Linked DNA regions of Gossypium arboreum: region 1 is linked to region 2. A link is a contact called in public Hi-C data. All regions are on one chromosome and are shown on one strand. Each heading gives the region's core, a stretch centred on a gene start, on an enhancer-like site or on the middle of the called end of the contact. The rest is flanking DNA. Distances are from core to core; before and after follow the strand shown.

Region 1 (7,191 bases), core at 840-3,339, 170 kb before region 2:
TTCCAACTTCTCCAAGCGGTACTTTCCTCATTTCTCTTCTCATCTTTTAGTTGTGATTTGGGGTTTAGGGTTTGCATCTATGAATTTTAGATCTTGATAATGGCTTTGAGTTTTAGGCAAAAATGCAGTTAAGGCCTATGATGATAACTTTTAAGGCTTGTTTCTCTAAACATTCGCAGTGGCCGCCTAAGAGCTTTCGCCTTCGCCGGGCTTGAGAGCTATTGCTGCTTTAATCCTTCCTTGGATGTCTGAGGCCTTGATAATATTGCCTTTTAATTTCCCTTTTGTTGCAGTTTCTCTTTCAGAGTTTATATAAATTGAATTGAATCTTATAAGGGAATGGGTTTTTGTTTGCTATATAAATTTAATTGATTTTGTGTTGAGAATTTGATAATTTTAGATGCTTAGTGTTATGGATAGGATCAATGGAACTTTTAGTGTTGAGGTCAATGATGACAGTTCTTAAGGCATGTTTCTCAAAATATTCGCAGTGGCCGCCTGAGAGCTTTCGCCTTCGCCAGGCTTGAGAGCTTCTGCTGCTTTGATCCTTCCTTGGATGTCTGAGACCTCATTTTGGTTGTTGTTTGTTAGAAAGAACTAGCTTCCGATTTTGAACATTCAATTAAGTCTTAGTTTGACTAATTGTTAGACTTTTTATTTCCAGTTATCTTAAGTACTTGACGAAGAAGTACTTGAAGAAGCACAATGTCCGGGATTGGCTTCGAGTGATTGCTTCCAACAAGGACAGATCTGTTTATGAACTCCGCTACTTCAATATTGCCGAGAATGAAGGGGAGGAGGAAGAATGAAGAATCAGTTCCACATTTTTTTTTTTCTAGTTTACTGCTTTATTATTTCTTAGGAACCTCTTTTTATCTATTTAAGGTGTCATGTTCTGCTTTTTTCCTTCAGACCTTACTCTAATTTGCAATGAAATTTTGATTGCTGATAGTAAAATTTGCTATAAAAAAGATGCATTTTTCTTTTGAGTTAATTAGTAGGCTCCTAATTGATCTTCAACCTTACAATTTCAAATTATCAGTAGCCTCCTTTTTTGCTTACATTGCCATGGCTAGCAACTGGTGTTGGTATCTTCTTTTTGGGATCGACAAGTAGTTACTTTGTTGAATTGGCAACGATGAATGCATTGCCTAGGTCTACAATGTTAGCTTGGATCAAAACCCCATTGAGTCGTAATAGTTTTTTTTTTTCGAGTTTCATTAATACAAGTATAAAACATGTACAAACTTTAAGTACAAATCTATGTAATCAAGCAATGCAATGCACAAGAAACGAAGGAAATTGAATTCCACATTGCAATTGTTCGTCTGGAACACGTTTATCGGGAGATCAAATGGTGTAGCGGATGCGTTTTCTAATGGTGTAAAAATAATGGAGCTTGGATATCACTTCTTCAAACTAAGTCAAATTTACATGCTGATAGTGTGGGAATCACTTACACAAGTATAATTTCCTCTATTATGCATTAAAAAAAAAAAAGAAGATTTAGGGTGAGTTTGGATGGGTGATGGGGTGGGGTGGGGTGTGGTGTGGTATTTAGTTTACTTTTTTTTCTCACGTTACAGTATTGTTACAGTATCTAATTTTACTGTCACCATTATTTTTACACTAACCGTAAGTAAACATGCCGTCCATCCAAACTTACCCTTAAACCTAAGTTTTCAAGATCCAGGAGTTATTTAGATGCAAAACATTTTGAGTTATTTGTTAGATAATTTTTTATTTGTGACTCGTTTTATTTGATTTTTTAGAATTGAAAATTTTCAGATTTTATTATTCGTGTTTGATATTTGAGTTCAAATCATTTTAAGTTATTTTTTATATTATTTTAAATTATTTTAATGTAATTTGATAATTAAATTAGATTGAACTGGATTTAAATTTAATTTTGGATGAAGTCTGAGAAGCTTATACTTTTGGGTTTAGTTAAAAGATGTTATAAGTTGTAATATTCTTCAATGATTTATTTTCATTTTTTCCAATAAGAAAAATAATTTTGTGATTAAAATTTATTAAAAAATTATTAATTGATAAGTAAATAATAATAATAATAATAATAGCGAAGTATAAGGAAAGAGAGATTTTATAGATGGACGGTTATGCTGACCGTTGAGTGATATATGATGCAAAAGCTTACCAAAATCCCTGCCATTCAACCTCTCTATGTGAGTAAATTACAATACCAACTCCACCGGCAAACCCAATTATGCAATGTGCACTGAAATTCGCATGTTCGGCCGCGCCACCGTCGTCCGCTTCAATTGCGCCACTGCTCTTCCCCAATACCCACAACAAGAAGAAGAAGCTTAGAAATGGATGTTCAATCAGAGCTGAACTCAGCGATGACAATGACCCATTACTCCAAGCAGCAATCAATTCAGCTTCTCTTCGTTTTCACGAGACCCATCGACAAGGCAAGCAAAAAAAAAAATTCCCCCCAATTCTCTATTTTACACTATCTTTTCAAATTTCAGCTAACCTTTAATAGTCAAATTATAAATTGAACATGCAGACCCTCTTTTTATTGATCCTTATGCTGGGTGCTTCGTTTCAACGCATACTCAAATGGATATGGAAACCAAGGCGAAACAATATTGCATTGCAACCAAGTTCATTGATGATAAGCTGCTTAGTACTGTAAACCACATGGATGGGCTTAAACAGGTACTTCTTTTTAACTAACCCCATGGTTCAAATAACCTTTTCTTTTTCTTTTTCTTTTTTTGTGGTAAAATATTTGACTCTTTTTTTCAATATAAAATTTGCAGGTTGTGCTTTTATCAGATGGAATGGATACTCGGCCATATAGGCTTAATTGGCCAAGCTCTACCATTATGTTTGATATATCCCCTCTAAGGGTATTCCAGAAGGCGGCTGAGAAGCTTGATGGTGCGTAACTGTTGAAATTTTAGGAAAATTAGCAATTCATTTTTCTGTATATGTCTTGAATTATTACAATCTAGTATTTTTATTGCATATGGTTTGGTTTTAGATTAGACAATGTAGTTGAATATGTTCTGAGAGAGAATGTTGTTGAACGATATTAGGTGTCGGGGCTAAGATCCCACAGCGATGTTTGTTTCTTCATGTTCCATTGGAAACCCCTAACATTCAAGAAACTTTGGTTACAAAAGGCTTTAATGGTACTCGTCCGAGTGTATGGGCTATACAGGTGAAAAATGGTTATCCCGATGCTTGTTAGCTGAAACTTTCGGCCCGAATTTATGATTCTTTCGATGTTGTTTTTGGATAGGGACTACCTTTGATGACTTTGGTAAGTTTCGAAGAGATCTTACTCACGGTAAGTGGAATGGCCATGAAGGGTTGCCTTTTCTTCGGTGAGTTGCCTGCATGGTTGGCAGAGACTGGAATCGGTAACAAGGTCTGTTATGTTATTTTTTTCATAGCTGTACTTGTTCTATAATGTACATTGCTTGTTCTTTATATGCCCTGTTGTTTGGTTTCCCATGTTGCAGTCTAGTACAAAGAAATGGATTAACAATATTTTTATGAGCTACGGTTTCAAGGTGGACATGATTAGCTACGACGAAGTAGCTAAAAGATTAAGTAAGGTGGTAAAACCGGGAGACTATGAGAAGATACTATTTGTTGCGGAACAATTGCGGTGTTCGGATGATCAGGTACAATTGACTTGTTTCTGGTTTAAACTGTGAAACCATCAGAGTGCATTAGTTTACATATACATGTTATAAATGTTCATCTTATTGTTAATTATGTTGAGTTTTTTGTTTTTCTTGCAAAGATGGAAACTTGGAGGAAAGAGTTGCAAAGGGTGGACGAAGATGGAGACGAGGAAGGGTTTGAGGACCTTTAAATGGACAAAGAGTTGCTTTCTTTTTTTGGGTGTGGCCTGTAATGGAATTATCCTTTCTGTTTCTGTAATTTCTTGCCAATTTTCCTGGTTACACGTACCTAAAAGGCTTGAGAAAGAGTTTCCTTTGTTTTTAAATCGTTTTTTTGGTAAATGGAATACATAAAAAGGCTTTCCACCCAGAGTATACTTATTACTTAAATAGCAGTATATAAATAAATAAATGGTCAAATTTTGTTATTAGTCCCTATATTTCTCTTAAGTTGCAAACTTAGCTTATGTACGCTAACTAATCATTTATTTTTAGATCTTGTATTTCTTTGGTTTTCGTTGAATTCTACTACTTTTCACATATATCATTACCTGCTTATCCTTTTCATATGATACCCATTATTTTAATAGATACATCCAAATTTCAAAACCAACTTTGATATGATGTCTTATTGGTATATATCCCAAAACTATAATTCAGTGTAATTTTGTATATAAAATTTTATTTTATGTAATTTTATATACAAAATTTTAATTTTATCAAATTCTTGTAAATTATTAACACAATTATTTATATAATATCATTTTATGTTTATATATTACATATATAAATTATTATATATATCCAATTTAAAAATTAATTGATATATTTATATCTTTAAATGTACATAATTAAATCCAAATTAAAATTTTATGTGTATAACCATAATTAAAATTTTATGTGTATAATTACACAAAATTAAAATTCATGCATACTATTATATATTAAATTAAAATTCATGCATAATTTTGATATTTATCCAATGTGTTATTTAATATATAAATTATAATATCGTATACAATTATACAAAATTTTTATAGTAATACAAATGTATACATAATTTTTAATGATTTAATTGTATGCACTTGAAAGAATTTTATATATAATATATTTTATAATAGAGTTAGTAATTTATAAATTAAAATAATATTTTATGTATAAAATTACACAATTAAAATTCATTAGAATCAAAATTGATATTTCAAAATTTTAGAATACAAAAACTAAGATCAAATTGAATAAACTAATAGCAAAATATAACTTATATAAATATAAACTCGCATCGTAAAATTGCCTCCAAAAGTGTAGGAACGTACGGCGGCTGTTTAAACTGCCTTTCTCAATTACCTTTGCCTGGAAAAGCAGTTTGTTTTGCTTCCTTACACCACTTAACAAGGTGGTACAGCCAAAATTTTCTACACCTAATTTCAGCCAAAATTTATGAGATTTAGTTGCTCTGTTTCTTGTTCTTGCCACTGGCACCTTTGCTTTTATTTTTCTTCTGTTTCTGCCCACTCCGTTTGTTATCCTCGGATTTTTCGTGATGATGCATCTCCACAAACTTTATTGGTTTTATAATTACCCCAGGTTTCTTCACCACCTGTATGGAAAACAAGCAAAGGTGAGTATATGAAAAAGTGGGAGACATGCAAGCAACGAATATACAGACGAGGAACATCGGAAATAGTTTCCCAGATTTTACGAATCTATACTTTTGTCTATCACCGAAGAAATGTGTCAAGTTCTGAGGTTGATTTTGAAAAGATACAACTTACTTCTGGTCGATTAAGACTTCTGATTGCTGTCTCCGGGTTAGATTCTGATCCAATAGGCATTCGCATACTTTGTTCAAAAAGTTCCTTGGATGTGAACGGGTAGGGCAAAGATTTTGTCTGCAATTTCTCAGCCTGTCGAATACAGTTAAGAGTGAAATTTAGACACACCTCAACTTGAGAAAAAAATTGAAGAATAAACCTAAACCACTTACTTTTTTATCCACCTTTTCGGATATAATGACATGCTTGAGCTGTGCATCCTTCCTTTTCTTAAGACTTTCTTCCCTCTTCCGCTTAGAGTCTTCGTGTTCCTTAAGCATCCACCAAGGCAAACCTTTTTTTTGCTGTACACGAGTCCATTGGCCCCAACCAGGGAGCAAAACAGGTTTATCCGGTTCAGGGTTTTCCTCATTCAGGATTTCCTGCTTATCCTTTTCAAATTCTTCTTCCACATAGTCCCCAGCAAAAGCATGTCGAATGAGTTCTGACTGAGAAGGGAGTTCATATGATTCCTTGGGGGCCGAGGACAAAATCCCATCCACCATTTGTTTGCTCTCCGAATCACTATCCTCTTCTCCCTCCTTCAGAGTTTGCAAAGAAAAAACAGAACAATAAGGAGTTGTCAAACCACACAAACGTGCAGCAAAATTAAAAGTATCAGAGAGATCAAACCTCCATGTCTTTATCATGCACAATAGCTTCCTTCACTTGTTGCAACTTTTTCGCATTTTTATCAATTCCATTCTCACTTTTCATCTGTGATTGTATACAGACCAGTTAGCATAAAACCAGCTTAAACTGGATTTAAGAATATTTGAAGTGATAGGAAAGGATAACCTTTCTCCGCGAGTCGGAAGCAAAAATAGCAACTTCATATGTCGTTTTTGAACCAGGGTCTCCATTGTCCTCAAAATTCTGTGATTCGAAACAGTACAATATCTATCAACCTTGCAGACTAAAGGAATTGAAAAAGAGAAGGCTACAAGAAAATCATAAGCGTTATTACCTTGAATATGGAAACATCAGCTGCTTCTTTACGATCATAATTAGGGCCAACATCCTTCTCAACATCATTTCTTTTGCCGCCCTCAATGTTAACATTCTCTTTGGCTTTCAAATCGTCTTCACTATCACTATTACCATAATAATTATCCATTTTCATCTTATTATCAGTTTTGGTCTTCTTGTTAGAATCTGGAACTTCATTATTAGCCCTGCCAAAGACCCTTCTACCACTTGCAGTGGCTGGTTTTGAATTTTCTGCATCATTTGTACCCTCCAATTGCTCATACTCTTGAAGAGCAAGCTTAGCTTCTTCAATTGCTTCTTCCTTTCTTTTCTTCATTCCACGAACCTAACACATAACGGAGGCAGAAAATATCAGGATAAAATAAAAACAACTCATAGGTATCTTTGACAGTCCAAACGAAAATACGGCAATAAATACCATGAAAGGTAAGGAAAGAACTCCAGAATTAGGCACTTCTTCATCGTCTTCTAATACTTTCAGCGTTTTCTCTTTTGCTTTTTCTAGCAACTCAGATGCCCTATCCTCGTTTGAAACCTCATCATCATCATCACTACTACTATCACTGCTACTACTACTGTCTTTAACAGTGTTAATTTTTCTTGTCAAAAGAGCATGTTGGTGAAGCTGTTCAGCCATAGCTGCTCGAGTACCTTCATCCTGGGCATTCAAACCTCGTTCTAAGATACGCCTTGCCCACTTTGACTTATTTTTGTGCTTCAAA
Region 2 (7,337 bases), core at 1,523-4,022:
GGCAGGAAAAGGAGCACCAAACAGCACAAATCTGTATGTATACAAAGATAAATAATCCAAAGTCAAATCAAAAGCTTAAAATATGAACTCAAAACGAGGTAAGCATAAAAAAGACAAGTAGAAAAGGGAAATTGTTGCAGAACATTAACTGATCAACAATCTACAATTACAATTCTCAAGTTCTAGTTAAAGATACTATATCACAAAAACAGCTATTAGATTTGAATGGCAATTGGCATCTAATTGGCCACCCATACACTCGGCCCTTCTCAAGTTGGAAGCAACATAAAAGGACCCTTTGGGTCTTTTTTTATCTACTTCTTTGCGTAAGTAATCAACATCTGGTTTTGCTGTATCTTGAAACCTTGCAGTGCCTGCATAGCGACGGTTGATTGCATCTCATTTTCATACTCGACAAAGGCTATACCTGGTTTTGTTTCCACTGTTCTGACATCCTTTAAACCGGGGTATTGATTGAAAAGCATTTGCAGCATCATTGTGGTTGCATCATGAGGAAGATTCTGAACAAACAGGATGTTATTTGGTGGTGCAGGAGCTTCTGGAACAATTGGTCTAGCACCCAGGTAGGGTAATTGTGATAGCTGTAGCATTTCAGAGAAAAGATAGGAGCAAATAATGAGAAACATATGCAGGCCTAACCTTAAGCAAAAGGACCAGTTTCATTCAATTACAATTCAAAAGTATCCAAGCTTTGACCATCATGCTGTGGACCACCACGAATCTCGTAGGGTCTAATGTTAAAGAATGGTCAAGTTCAATTAGCATCAGACTTTCATGAGAGCAAATAAATATGCAATAAGTCATCAACACAGCAAAGCACAGACAAATTCCATGTTGTATCAACAAAAGATGCTCTCGTCAACTCTTTTGACTAGCATAAGGTTTGCAGCAACTAGATTTAAGCAGCTCAAAAGTTAAAAATGTGGCCACAGGCTGAAATATATAACCTTCTAAATAATCCATATTAATATCATAATTGCAAGATTAAGCAAAGTTCATTTCAACCAGAGTCCATAGAGAGGAAAAAGAGAGTTAATCCATGATAAGATACTATATTTTGTATCACTTACAGGAGGTGTTGCACCATAAGCACCCGCATAAGCTGGATTCAAACCTGCTGACGCTTGATTAGGATCAAGTTGCTCTTTCCGTTTTTTCCCTCCTACATTGAGAGACAACATATACAAATCTCAAGGGACGAACAGGAAAGAGCAAAACAGATAAGACAGTATGCTACGTATGTCAAACTAAGCAACATGACAGTGACTAAGAGAGAAATAACTCATGTTTAGTACAAAACATCTAACATAAGCATCCCAACTTTTATTCTCCATCAACACCTTGATGTACACTACCTCGAAAATGAGTTTATAGGAGACAATGAGAACCCAACAAATTACATTAGTGGTGGGGTGAAAGAAAAGAAAAGTGAGAAGCGGTAGACAGTGAGGTTTACTTCGACATTAAGGCGTCTAAATGTGCAATCTAAAACGATTCAACAGTAAACATATTTGCTAGGAATATCTCAATAGACTGTTGTGCAAAGCTCCAAGCAGGATCCTAAAAGACTCAAAACTTCAAGATCCAAGTAAAATAATAGATGAAATAACCAATTACCAACAACAGTGGCAATACTGATTGAAAGTACAAATATAAACAAACCACATACAACAACAATAATGTTTGCTAAACTGTTAGCTTTTACAACAGAAGATAAGGGATAAAGAGGAATGTACCCTTTTCTTCATGCCTCTTCCGCTTCTCTCGGGGTACAAAAGTGCCATCTGCTTTTGCTATTATATCTGATTTAGTCTTTGCATATTGTATTCTCTGCAAATATTTAAACATTGTTTTCATTAGTTATTAGTAGCATATAACACCTTATGGCAGTACAGAACATGGTTTATAATCAAAATATCAAAGATAATCCAAATATATCTTCATAATACACTTCAAATGCAAATTGAGAAATTAAAAGCTAACTTCAGACAATTGTTGCATTCTCCATTAATGACAGTACCCAATGAAATTAAAATCTAACCATTCATGTAAAAAATAAGAGGCTACTAAACTAATATCAGTTGAAAAACAAGAGAAACAAAGATATAAACATAAACCCAGTTTTAAAAAAGTCCTGAAATTATAGAAATTTATTGAATAATACGCAAAAATACATATACCATTTCCTTGTCGTAGAAGGGAAAGCCTTGCATTCGCCTAAGAGCATTGGTAGCGGAGCTAACATCCTCGAAAATAACCCAAGCTTGACCTTTGTGTTTCAAAGTCTTGAATGCTAACACATCTAGTATCTTCCCGAATTGTGAAAACACAGCATGCAATGACTTCTTCAACTCTGGAAAAATCATTCGAGAAAAAAATTAGGGAAAAAAGATAAGCAATGCAAGCCTTTTCTTGGGGGGGGGGGGGAATATAGAGAGTTGAAATAAGTACGGTCGATTTTGATCTTCTCGTTGAGATTGTTGATGTATAGTGTCATATTTGGAGGAATTTCGTCTGCCTGACTAATCTCAGCCATTGTTTTCCCCTGGCTCTGGCTCTAAAGCTAAAGCAAAAGGAAGTGAATCAGTGATGGAGATGAGTGAAATGGGGTTTAGGATTCAAGGTTTTATGGGTAAATGCCCTAATTGGATTTGCAGATCAGTCGATGGGGAAAGCCGAAAAGGTCGAGACTTCGGCGCAGATATTGATTCGGGATGGGTCACGTTTGGGCCGAGGTTGTCCATGAGTTCTTTTTCAGGCCCCTTCCGTCAAATCCAAATCTGAATCTTTAAATTTCCGGTACAATTGGATATCATATTGATTAAATAAAAAAAATGTTAATTGGCTAAATAGGACCTTTTTTAAGATTTAGAGAAATAGACTACTTTTGTAAAGAGAGTGTGAAAGTACACATAGCTGGACACCTTTTCAGACACTCTCTCGTTGACCACCGAATATTTTTAAAGTTTTGTTAGGGATTGTTTTTAAGGTTAGTGTTTTTGGGTTTAAGTATTTAAGGGTTTTATTATTTAGGATTTTGAATGTGACATCGTGAAAGTTTATAGATAGATTTGATGGGCCAATGATGCGATAACATGTCTCAAAACACATACATTTCATATGTCGTGTCGGGATAAGATCATTACCTTAGAAACCCATCTTGTAAAAGTCGGGTTCTGGGGTGACAGTACTTTATACGGTCACGGGTCGAAGTCTAAGTAGAGGTCCCATTTGACGATTGTTATGTGGTCACAGGTTGGAGTATAACTGGAGGCTAGTTGACGGTCGTTATACAGTCACGAGTTCAAACTTTTTAGATACCTGAAGATGATGCCTTATATATACTATACGTAAGATTGAGACCATAATCATAGGGAAAAACGATGTAATTAACAAAAAAAATTTCCACATTCAGGCAGCCAGTATCTTTAACCTTTATTCTTATTCGATGGTTGACACTAGTGTGGATGCTAGAGGACCTTCAGGAGGAGAGTGAATATTTCGGCGTAATAGAGGTCAAACTCAGATCGACGCGACGACGACTGTAGTTATTAATAAGTTGTTTAAAAACAACAATAATTGTCATTCCGAAAGGAGCATTACCTTTACTCTATCATCACAGTCGTTGCCCTCCTAAGAGTTCTCTTGCATACAAGACGGTGTTGGCCTACGGATAAAAGGAAGGTTAAAGATACCGATTGCATGAAAATGGAGAAAAAAATTATGCAGATTATAGGGAGAAGCCCCTCAGGTTTTTCCCATGATTATGCCCTCAAACTTATTTATGGTATTTATAACGCAACATCTCCGGGTATCCAAAAAGTTTGAACTTGTGTTCGCATAACGTCCATTAACTGGCTCCCCAGTTATACTTCAATTCATGACTGCATAACGACCACCGATCAGGACCTCTACATAGACTTTGACTCATGATCGTATAAAGCACTGTCACCTCAGAACCCGACTTCCATAGGATAGGTTTCTAAGGTAATAGTCTTATCTCAACACGACATATGAAATGTGTGTGTCTTGGAGTGATATTGCGTTGCTAACAACTAAAGAATACCTCAAACATGGACAAAATTTTTGACAAAATCGAGAGAGAGAAATATTGTAAAGTGAAGGGATAATGGGTTTAAGGATGATGGAGTATAGAGGGAGAGCCCCCCTTTTATAGACGTGGGGGAGGGTTGAGATTGAAAAGAAAAAAAATAATCAGTGTTTAAAAACTCGTATTAGAAGAGGCGTTTTCATCAAATATCAAACAGAAGTGCCTCAAATATTACCTGGGATTCCCTGGCTCAAGGCATCTTGGCAGGCTTTAGAAAGGTGGTGGATAGAAAATACATTCAGTTGAGCAAGCTTTCCTACTGACATGTTAGGGAAAACTAGGTGCGCTTTCCAATAAATACAAATAAAGCGTGTCCAGCTAGGTACATTTTCTCCAACATGTCAGTAGGAAAGCTCACTTAGTTGAACGCACTTTCTATCTACCACATTTCCAAAGCCTAACAAGATGCCCTGACATCAGGAGTCCCTAGTAAGTTTTCAAGCATAGAAGACCCTTTAATTATTATTATTCGATGAAAATGCGTCTGCTAAAATGTATTTTCAAGCACATCTGAAGCTTTCATTATTATTATTTAATGAAAATGCGTATTCTGAAATGCGTTTTCAAGTACGCCTCCCTCCCTCCTCGTTCCTTTTTGCTATTAAACTACCAAAGTATTCAATAATGAGACATAAGCAAATTCGTTCTTTTTTTAAGAGTTGCATTGCGAGTGTCATCTCCATTTCTTTAGATAATCATCTGAATAGTTTTTTGTTCTAAATATTTAATTTGTTTTAAATTGAAATGAGTTGACGAATGAAATTCATAATTTATTATGACGGCTAAATTTATAATACGGACGTTATGGTCGTATTTGTAGGAGCCCAGCCGTAGACTTAACTTTCAATCGTAGCATTTATTTGCTTGAGCTACGAACAAGAATTAGGAGGAAAGTTGGAGGTTCAAACCGAGAAAGAATTTCAAGTTTGAAATATAGATATCTAACCTCACTGGACCCTTTTAAGTATGAGCTACTTGAAATGTAGACAACACTCTTGTGAATGAGCGATATTCTCCTCCCTAGTCACTTTGAAACATCCTTATGTGACAACCAAACTGTACTTCAACAAATTTCTGAAAATGGATGAAAAACCTCAAGGCTTCTGATGAAAAACCTCAAGGCTTCTGACTTATTCTTGAGAAAATAGAACCAAGTATACCTACTGTACATATCAACAAAGGAAATGTAATACAGAAATTCATCTTATTTTGTTTGGGCCGACCCCCATAAATATAAGACTACTAATTCAAAAAGAAATAAATAAACTGTTCGAGAATGAAAAAATTTACCTTATGAGCTTTGCCTAATTGACATGCTGAACAAACTTGTGACAACTTAGTTTTATTGAAAACAACATTGCAGTTTTGCAACACTTGAGTGAGTACTCTAGTACAAGGATGGCTAAGTCTTTTATGCCACAACTCAACAACATTGTCTACTTTAACATTATACACATGCTTTGAAACAAAAAAGTCACAAGAGACACATGAACCTCCAAAAGAAGTGTGTGTTGTAAACGAAGTGTCAAACCTGTGCAGCCCTTTATGCATGTGGCCCACTAGTAAAGTGACCCTTTTCTGTATGTCCTTTACAAAACAATGGAAAGGGTAGAACTTAAAAATAAACCCTATTGTCATTCGCAAATTTCCCAACTGACATTAAGTTCTTACAAACATTTGGCACATCAAGAACATTTTTTAGTTGTAAGACCTTAGAACCAGCAATTAGAGCAAAAGAACCTATATGAGCAATAGGAACAGAATCACCATTTCCCATAGACACTTTACTTGTACCTGTATATGGCGATGCAGTTATGGGAGTTGACGTGTCCGCAGCTATATGATTTGTTACTCTTAAGTCTGGATACCAACCTTGATCATTGCTTTCGTTGGAGTGACCTCGTAGATTATTGATTTGAGAATGAGGCTGATGTGTGACTGGTACAATAGAACCACAACAATGTCACAGATTGAAACAATGTGACATTTGACTAGAACAGTTTTGAATATCGAGATAATGATAGTTGACTAACATTGAAAACCCCTGGTTAACATTAGACACCTCAGAGAAATTTTCATCAAATCTATAGTAGCATGTTTGCATAACATGGCCAACCTTGCCACACAACTGATGTTGAGGTCGAGAATGAGAGAATCAACCTCTATGCTCCTTACCATGATAGGAGCCTCTATTTCCTCTAGAGCTTTTTTTAAAATCCTAACTGTAAGTCTTGGAATAGCCATTCAATGATGCTTGCTTTGAACACCACCATCACCTTTCTGTTGACTCCCTAAATTGGCTTGCATGGGAACATCAGAAACCAACTTTGATGGTCATAAAACTAACTAAAAATACGACAAAGTATTTATACTAAAAACATTAAAATAAATATTTCTCAACAAATTAAAAATATTTATACTTAAATAACACTAAAATAGATGTAACTAGCAAACAAATGTCTTTAAAATAATAGCAAAACTAACAATAGAATAATAATTATACCATATCCAAACGACAAAATAGTATCAATATAATAGCGAAATGACGGCAAAGTAATAACAAAACAATAGAAACAATAGCAAAACAGTGAAAACATAGCAAAACACAACAACATTTTTTTTTTGCAAATTCGGCCCGGGCCTTGACAAAAAAAACTTACCTTAGACCCGACCCGTTTAGAAAACAGGTCTCATTTTTTACCTAAACTCATTTTTTCGAGTTTATATTTTTTTTCAAACTCTCCCACTTTTCATGTTGAGTCACCATGATTAGATCTATATGTATAAAAAAATTAAATTATTTAAACCACTTATAAAGTTATATTTATGATAATAAAATTTATATATTTATTAACTTATTGTATTTTTTGACACGAAGTTTGACACAGAAATTGAATTCGTTTTCATACAACAAACCTTCTGCTCATTAAAGAGAAATTTGTGCTTTTGTTGGACTTGAATTTGCTCCCAAAGTTTAGTAAAAAAAAAAACACGGTTATAATGGGAATCCACCGAAATTTTTTTAAAAAAAATTAACCAAACCGAACTTTTTCGATTAATTCTGTCGGTTAGCTGATATTTATATTTTTTATTTTTAGTTAAAATAAATATAAAACATATTTTTGATTAACAGAATCGACCGATCCCCGACCGAATTAATTCGGTTAACCGACTGATTAATCGAATTAATTGAATTTTACCTGAA

The links. Hi-C and Micro-C count contacts between places; a contact is called where the count stands out from the background.
Region 1: a Hi-C map of leaf shows a contact between it and region 2, with 3 times the contacts expected there. The contact joins the promoter of LOC108478375 here to the promoter of LOC108477138 in region 2. A contact is called at or near these places in 4 of 5 Hi-C or Micro-C datasets (all in leaf).

What each region holds. Positions count from the first base shown.
Region 1 is chr12:95,592,839-95,600,029 of ASM2569848v2, reverse strand. It overlaps LOC108478375 (O-methyltransferase 1, chloroplastic-like), which reads left to right and starts at 2,089. Exons shown (of 7, transcript XM_017780832.2): 1 at 2,089-2,435; 2 at 2,534-2,685; 3 at 2,790-2,910; 4 at 3,069-3,193; 5 at 3,275-3,403; 6 at 3,498-3,662; 7 at 3,785-3,991. The coding sequence starts at 2,228. The coding sequence ends at 3,856. It overlaps LOC108479506 (U3 small nucleolar RNA-associated protein 14), which reads right to left. Exons shown (of 12, transcript XM_017782157.2): 6 at 6,888-7,191; 7 at 6,447-6,794; 8 at 6,278-6,355; 9 at 6,113-6,196; 10 at 5,653-6,021; 11 at 5,441-5,572; 12 at 4,815-5,265. The coding sequence ends at 5,113. It overlaps LOC108477128 (60S ribosomal protein L22-2-like), which reads left to right. Exons shown (of 3, transcript XM_017779584.2): 2 at 1-18; 3 at 665-824. The coding sequence ends at 809. LOC128286214 (small nucleolar RNA SNORD14) reads left to right here and starts at 445; the gene lies at 445-568. It also overlaps LOC128286103.
Region 2 is chr12:95,427,213-95,434,549 of ASM2569848v2, reverse strand. It overlaps LOC108477138 (U1 small nuclear ribonucleoprotein A), which reads right to left and starts at 2,772. Exons shown (of 5, transcript XM_017779595.2): 1 at 2,473-2,772; 2 at 2,202-2,374; 3 at 1,758-1,851; 4 at 1,092-1,183; 5 at 53-602. The coding sequence starts at 2,557. The coding sequence ends at 315.